Linked DNA regions of Mus musculus: region 1 is linked to region 2. A link is a contact called in public promoter capture Hi-C data. All regions are on one chromosome and are shown on one strand. The core of a region is the stretch at or near the end of the contact, and the rest is flanking DNA. Distances in the headings are between cores, read along the strand shown. Region 1 holds the start of Mnx1 (motor neuron and pancreas homeobox 1). Region 2 holds the start of Nom1 (nucleolar protein with MIF4G domain 1).

Region 1 (3,822 bases), core at 1,268-3,767, 44 kb after region 2:
GTGTCCATTGGGATCTGGGGCTTGGCTTTCTTTTCCTAATGTAGACCTGGCCATACTTTAAATGCCCACACCATGAGACATCATGGGCTGGATATTCTGGCAAAGGGATCCCACTTACATGGATTTTGATTGATCCTGGGCTCCACAAAAACATCCCTTTTCTCCCAGAGACCACTTGTGTAGCCAGTAAACCCAGAGCTATGGAGGCCTGTTGTTGACCACTGGTCAGCTCTTCTCAGGACCACTATGCTTCTCAGGCCTGGAAAGTCCAGCCATAGTGGACATCTGAAACCTGGGTTCCTCAGCCAGGCACAGATCCTGCCTAGGACTTAGTGAATAGGAATGATTTCAGAGATGTCTGAGCTGCAGTCCAACTGAGGTTAAAGGGAGCCTTTCCTCTTTGCTGAGATCAACAAGGCTAGTCTTCTTGGAGCCAAGCTGGGAAAAACCTGGGTGGCTGCGAGCAAACAAGTGCGCAGGCTGTGATTCTCTCACCACCTTGCTACTTCTGCGGTTCTCTGGGGCCCCAGCTTTCTCTGTTTAGTCATGACCACCGCTTCCAGCAGAGGAATCTGAATTCTGGCAAATGTTTATTTCTGTTTTCTTTTTTGCTTTTTTTCTCCCTCCAGTGCCTGCATCTTCCCAGTCTAAACAAACCCACTCAGACGGAAACAATGGGGTCTCTTTGTTTGGGTGTTGAGTGGCTGACAGGAGAAAGCCATATACATCTTCTGGTCCATCCATTCAGGAAAGGCAGCTTGCCCCTATCCAAGTCAGGCACAGAGCAGAAATCAGAGCCAGGGTGCCCTACACAGACGCTGCATGTGCCAGGGAAGTCGGAAATGTCCCCCCTCCCGCAAGGTTGTCCCTATTGGGTAACAGAGAGGATGCAGAAGACTGGACCTTTGTGCCCTCACCTTGGACAGGAACTCCCCAAGGTGTTGAGCACCTGAAGTTCCCAGCCAGGCACTTTCTATTTATAGACCCGGTGACCTTATATTCAAACAGACCAGTTCGACATCATTTGGAGGGACGCCCACCCTCACCAACACACACACACACACACACACACACACACACACACACAGAGAGAGAGAGAGAGACAGAGACAGAGACAGAGACAGAGACAGACAGAGACAGACAGAGAGACAGAGACATGCAAATGTCTTGCCCTTCAAAGGAAGGCAGAGTCCTTACAAGGGCCACGGAAGAGCTACTTCTGGACCCAGTGATGTGTCTCTTCATAGCCTATAATGGAACCTCTGACAAAGTTCATTTTCTCAAGATAAGTCCCCGGTTTCAGCGACCCCCAAAACCTGCCCTAATCGAGGCTAGCCTTTCCGCGCACTTCCTTGTCCAGCTTGCAGGTTATTCTTTAGGTTTTAGCCTCACACCTCCAACCTCCCCTGTCTGTTAAGAGAGATAGAGAGGCCAAGGCCTGCTTGTGGCCATCTTAATAATTTGAGGCTCCTTTCATTCTGTGCGGCCCACGAGAGGCCTCACAGGCCCAGGAATGAGCCACAGAGGCTTCGATGCTCTTCCACAGCTCGCTAGGAGGTGAGAGCAAAAGGAAGGGGGTGCGAGAGAGGAGGATGCGCGTGAGAACTGTCCGGGTGCGGCGCAGGTACTCACAGCTGAAGTCCGGCATCTTGGGCAGGATCATGCCCGCAGTAGACGCGCGCAGCCACTGGTCCAGTTGGAAGGTGCTGGCACCCAGCTTGATGGGGTCGGCAGGGTGCGCAGGGTGCGCGCCCTGCACCTGAGGGTATGAGTAGGAAAGCGCCGGGTGCTGGCCAGCTAGCGCGGCCGCTGCAGCTGCTGCCGAATAACTGTAGACCGGGTGTCCATAGAGAGCCGCCTGTGCAGGGAGGCCCGCGCCGCCCTGTGCGCCCCCCGGGTGCAGCCCCAGTGCCAGGCCACCGGCAGCCGCGGCAGCGGCAGCGGCAGCCGCGGCGGCTGCTGCACCAGGGTGCGCGTGGTGGTGGGGAGTGCCCGGCCCACCCGCCGCGCCGCCGCCTCCTCCGGCGCCCAGGAATCCGGGCTTGGGCAGCAGCGCGCAGTGTGCAGCCAGCAAGCGTGGGGGCGACGGGCTCTCAGCTCTCAGCCGGTCACCGGGCGCTGCAGTGGCCTCCGAGGATGCGGGACTGCAGCTACGGCTCGCCCCGCTACTGGTCCCCCCGCCGCCGCTGCCGCCGCGGCCGGGACCAGATACTGTAGTCGCGAGGGAAGTGACCAAGGCCAGAGGCGCGCTCTGCGTGGAGGCGGCTCGCGGGGGATCCACGGCCAGCAGGGCGTCGATGCGGAAATTTTTGGATTTTTCCATCGGCTCGATTGGAGCTGACAATCAGGGTCCAAGGGTGGGCGATGCAGTCGTGTGCGGGCTTACGGAGACTGAGCGTGGCGGTGGCCAGCCTTGGGGCCGGTATTGTTACTGCGATTTTTTGCCAATAAAGTCGCAGCCGGAAACTCAGCTGAGAGCGACCATCGTCCAGGCGCCTCCTCTTTGCGGTCCTCGTGGGGACCGCGCTCCACTCACTGGTATGAACTTCCACCGGAGCGCTCCTGCGAGTTTGTGTTGGGGAGACCGGCTCTCTGCTCTCAAGAGCTCAAGCGACCGCATCGAGGCCACTGGTGCCTTGGTGGGGACCCGCGCCCCTCCGCACACTTGAAGCTCAGGGCGGTCTGGGATTGGCGCGCTCAGCGGGGGCCCGAGGAGGGCTGTCTGCCCGGCGATTGGCCGAGGGGCTCACCTGTCACGGTCCAATTAGCCTGACGCCCCGCCCCTGCGCCCCCAGGTCCTAAGCAGCCGGTGGTGAACAGCGTAGGTGGCCGGAGGAGGCAGGTTGGAGAGTTTGGAGGCTGAACACAAGCTTACTGCTTCCTTGCTGCTGGGAGAGTGGTGAGCGCCAGTAACCCTGGGTCCCAGTGAGTGCCCCCCGAGTCCCTTTGACACCTTGTTCCTCCAGAGGCGGACGCCTTATCTTCCTCCAGCTACTCGCGCTCCCTTGAGGGAGTTGTGGAATGTTCTGCACTGAGGAACTAGGTGGGTCCTCACCCCTGAAGTCCACTAGGTACCCAAAACGGGACCCTGAGCTTAGTACACTGAAGACTGTTCGGTTTCCCAAAATCTCTCGCGTTCCTGAGTGTTGATTGCTTCAAGATGGTTTGCGTCCCTGTCATTAACCCTCAGCAGGTCGAACCTTCTTATCTGCCCCTCCCCCAAAAGTATCATGCGCCGCAAATGTTTGTTTGTAGGGTTTCGGTGTGTATAAATACGGTATTAGAGGTTGAAGCCTACAAATCTTCAGTCAGAGTGGAGAGAGAGCAGTTTTCCAACTCAGAGATGCACATTGACTTGAAGGTCGTTTGCACAGGTGCCACTGAGCCGGACCTAGGTGAGAACCAAGTTCTATTAGAGCCTTGCCTTGTGGGGGTGTAGGAAAAAGGCTTTGCGGGAATTGGCCGAGGACTGCTCCCTCGGACTGAGCCAGTTCGCAGGCTAAGGGAGCCACTATCAGGCTCTCGCCTCCTCCTGCCGGCCGAGTTCAGGAAAATCAAGAAAGGGCTTCCAGAGACCGTATTAAAGTGTGAATCCAGACCTCAGCCTGCGCACATATCAAATATTTACTGTAAACACGCTTCCGGGGGCTTTTTTTTTTTAATGTAACGAATCAATAAGTAGTTTGAGAAATCAAGCTTTCTCGCTAGCTCCATTCTCGGGTATCTTCCCCAAACACGAGGGGAAAGTGGGAGGGAGTTCCAGGTCTCTGGATCGCGGCTTCCCAACCAGGTGAGAGGTTAATAAAAGATCGGAAATGGCCC
Region 2 (4,212 bases), core at 1,124-3,623:
CTATTGCTATGATGAAATACCATGACCAAAAGCAAGTTGCGGTGGAAAGAGTTTTATTTGGTGTACACTTCCATATTGTCATAGTCAACTGAAGAAAGTCAGGACAGGAACTCAAGCAGAGCTTGAGGCAGAAACTGATGCAGAGGCCATTGAAGGGAGCTGCGTACTGGCTTGTTTGTCATGGCTTGCTTAGCCTACTTTCCTATAGAACCAGCCCAGAGATGATAGCACCCACAATAGACTGGACCCTCCCCCATCAAACACTAATAAAGAATATGCCCTACAGCTGGATCTTATTGGAGTCATTTTCTCAATTGAGGTTCCCTCCTTTCAATTGACTCTATCTTGTGTCAAGTTGACACAAAACTAGCCAGGACATCCCTTCTTCAGACAGACCCTCTATCTGTCTCTCAACAGGCTGTATTTTTATTCATTGCTTTTGTGTCTCTGTGGCAGAATGCCTGAGAGAAGCAAGTTATAGAAGAACACACTTGGTGCTGGAGAGATGGCTCAGAGGTTAAGAGCACTGACTGCTCTTCTGAAGGTCCTGAGTTCAAATCCCAGCAACCACATGGTGACTCACAACCATCTGTAATGGATCTGATGCCCTCTTCTGGTGTGTCTGAAGACAGCTACAGTGTACTCATGTACATTAAATAAATAAATAAAAAGATGAGAAGGGGGAAGAGGGAAAGGAGAAAAGGAAGAGTCATAAGAATAATAATGATGAAGATGACACTTATTTTTGGATCATTCAGATGGTCTCTGTCCATCATGAAAAGAAAGACCTGGAAGAGTGGTTCAGATGATGTCAACAGGAATATGTGTTATGGAATGTTCATGTGGCAACTGCAACTGCCCAGGCAGCAGAGACAAGGGCAATTCCAGTGCCCCCTGGCTTTCTCCTTTTCCCTTTCATTTCATCTGGACCCTGCCCATGAGATAATTAATGAAAGCACATCGGGGATGGGTATTTTTCTATCTGTTAACCAGCTAGATATGCCCCATGGACAAACTAAAAAGGAGCCTCGGTGTCTCAGGTTATTGTAAATCCAGTCAGACTGACAATGAAAGTAATCACAATAGCTTGCTTTCTGTGTTGTAACCCCCGAATTAGTGATACTAGAGAGATGTCAGTGTTGTGTACAGACAGTTTGCCTCTGCATTCCCTGCCCTCCCCCAGAAGCTCCCATCCTCCCTCTATCCTGGGGCAAGCACAATATGCAGACAACTGGTTTCTGTGCTGTGTCCTCCTGCAGCAGTCGGGGCTCCTTCCCCTTCCCCTGGCGTTAGAATGGTACTACCCATAAAACTCCCCTTAATGAAGACATTCTGAGGAGACATCCTCCTTTGTGTCTCCAAAAATCAACACTCCTGCTGATAAGCAGCAGAACTCCAGATGCCTGTCTTTGAGACCTTAGAGAAATAACAAGCTCAAGGGAGACCATGGAAAAAAGGTAAACAGAGGTCAGGTCACAGACAGTTACAACTGGCCATAAAATTAGTCCCTGAACAGACACCCATTAACACTCCCCCTTCCCGATACACTACCAATCCACCAAATGATTACAGCCCTCTAATCCCCTTTTCTGTAGGGATTCCTAAACTAAACTGTATATAAACCCAGTGTTTTCTGGACTCAGGGTCGTTTGCCAGCATTCACGTAGTGAGTGTGAGGCAGGAGAGCTGAGTTCAAACTTTAAACAATAAAAGACTCTTTCGAGTTGCAGTGGACTTTGCAATTCTTGAGCTCATCTGGATTTCCCGTGGACTCAGGGCACAACATTTGTAATTGTGATAAGCACTAAGGCCAAAAAGCAACTAAGGAAGAAAGGTTTATTTAGTTTAGACTTTCACATCAAGTCCACCTTTGAGGGAAATCAGGACAAGAACTCAAAGCAGGAACCTGGAGGTAAGAACTAAAGCAGAAAGTGGAGGAACAATGTTTGCTGAATCTCTCGGGCTCTGTTCAGCCACCATTTCTATGTGATGGCTAAAGAAACTCCATTTTTATGCCAGACATCCATCTTGGTACCCACTGTGAAACTATCTCAAAGGAAAAGGAAAAGGAAAAGGAAAAGGAAAAGGAAAAGGAAAAGAAAAAGAAAAAAAAAAAAAACCAAAAACACACAGAGAAACAGAATTGACTGCCTTCTCATGGGTACACACGCACGCAAGAAAATGCAAGGATGTGTGAAAATTTATGCTACAGCCATACCTAGGTTTTCTCAGTGCTTCCCAAAACAAAGTACAAGAGCTTCAGATTTTAAAGGACTCTACTAGTGTCTGTGACCTGGTACCCTCCTACCAGCAGAGGAAACCTCCCACCGTCCTTTTTAGTCCATTGAAGCGCGCTTCCGGAAGTCCCGCCCCTTCCGGAAGTGATGCCGCGGAACGTCCCGGAAGTTAACGGCGTCTATAGGCATGGGGCTTGTGAGTTGTGGTGTAGAGCAATGGCACATGCTCTCTTGAAACGTAGCGGCGTCCGCCGCGGTCTGGGCGGCAGGGAGGGTCCCCTGAAACGGCTGCGGCTGGCCGTGGAAGACTTCGTGCGGACTACCTCCGAGAGCGAAGCCTGCGAGAGCCGCAGCGCTGTGGCGCGCTCCCGGCCCGGCGGCCGAAAGAGCCGCAAGGAGCTTCGTAAGGAGAAGCGACACCTGAGGAAAGCGCGGCGCCTGCAGAGGACAGTAGGCTCCGGGTCAGGGGACCAAGGGGGGAATGTCGGCCTTAACGATGGCCCGGAGACTCGACGACCGCCCACTGAGGTGAGACCGACGCCCGCCAAGGCCACAGCAACCCCTGCCAAGGCCAGTGCCCCCTCCACTAACACCAAGGCCTCGGCGGCCCAGCCGAAGGCCAAGGCTAAAGGTGCTCCTGGAAAGCCTGGTCCCGCCACCGCCACCGCCCGGAAGCGGGCACTTCTAGCGGCCAACGAGGAGGAGGACCGAGAGATCCGAAAGCTGGAACGGTGCCTCGGCCTCCACAAGCGTAAGAAGAAGGGCGATGGTAGCTCGGTGCCGCTCAGCTTCGCGCGCGACGGTCTGGACTACATCCTGGGGGCCCTGGAATGTGGGAGCGGCGGCGGCCTGTACGAAAGCAGCGAGGAAGAGGAGGAAGAAAAGTTGGAGACTGGACAGACAGTCTTGGAGAGTGACCTAGAGAGCAATTCTAAAGAAAGTGAGGAGGACCCAGACTGGCAAGTGCTGCAGGAGGATCAGGAAGATGTAAACTCGAAAAGGAGAGGAGAAGCAGAAAGTGGGACTCGGGGAAATAAAGGGACTAAGAAAGTGCGTTTTGCAGAAGTTGTAGAAAAGAGCAGAAGCTCTTCGGAAGATGACATAGAACAGCAGGTATGTCACGAACAGCCTGTAGGCCCTCTGGGCTGTCATTCCAAACGGAGTGAGGGGCAGAGTACAGAACAGTATTTGCACTAACACAGTAGCAGCCACAGCCTGCTGAGGGACAGGCTGACCCAGGCCATTCTAGGCAATCATAGAGCTTCACTTCGTTAAATAGCAGTACCCTGCTCCAAGTTCTCATGGGGTTAGTGTTTGGAGTAAGTAACAACAACAACAACAAAAGATACCGGATTTTCCACTGTACATTTTTGTTTACAATTTTATTCCTGTTTTCAAGGAGAGTCACTCTGTTGAAAGTGGTGAAAAGTACATCCCTCCTCGGCTGAGGAACGAGGAGGTAATAGATGTCCACAAGAAAGAAGAGCTAGACAGGCTCAAGAAACATGTTAAAGGCCTAATTAACAGGTAACCTTACAGAAATATGACACACTATCACTTAGTTGTAGAAACTATCTGAAAAGCCAATGATGGAGGCTAGGACTATACAGTGTTTTGGATCCTTGTTCTTGGTTGACATAACGGGACTTAAATTTGAACAGGTAGGATGCTCAACTGTTTGATATTGCCCTTTCCGTGTTTGAAAACAACCCACAGGGTCATTCTGAGAAGCAGAAAGGAACAGGACATGACTCTGTCCTAGGAGCGGCCTGGCCGAAGTCTGCAGGTCTAGCCTGCAGAAGTGAACTCATCTAGTGGTAAGCAGGGTCTTCAGCCCTTGAGGCACCGTCTGTTTTTAATTGTCCATTTTAAGAATAAAGCATCAGAAGGTTCATTGGAAGCCACATGGGTGGGAATTTGTCACTTACCTTCCCTTGTTGGCTCTCTAATCTTAACAAATAAATTGGAATCACTT

Evidence for each region. Capture Hi-C pulls out chosen DNA fragments and counts their contacts.
Region 1: a contact with region 2 is called in a promoter capture Hi-C map of pancreatic islet. The contact joins the promoter of Mnx1 here to the promoter of Nom1 in region 2. A contact is called at or near these places in 3 of 39 promoter capture datasets (the 3T3-L1 cell line, embryonic stem cells and macrophages), 1 of 15 datasets of contacts at CTCF or cohesin (the NIH/3T3 cell line), 5 of 484 Hi-C or Micro-C datasets (embryonic stem cells, extraembryonic endoderm stem cells and muscle stem cells), 8 of 115 datasets of contacts at active chromatin or transcription factors (the 230-238 cell line, the SCID.adh cell line, double positive thymocytes and 2 more) and 3 of 9 other capture datasets (adipose tissue, liver and pancreatic islet).

The regions. Positions count from the first base shown.
Region 1 is chr5:29,475,953-29,479,774 of GRCm38.p6, forward strand. Mnx1 (motor neuron and pancreas homeobox 1) reads right to left here and starts at 2,518. Exons shown (of 3, transcript NM_019944.2): 1 at 1,633-2,518. The coding sequence starts at 2,323.
Region 2 is chr5:29,432,294-29,436,505 of GRCm38.p6, forward strand. Nom1 (nucleolar protein with MIF4G domain 1) reads left to right here and starts at 2,374. Exons shown (of 11, transcript NM_001033457.2): 1 at 2,374-3,350; 2 at 3,637-3,764. The coding sequence starts at 2,385.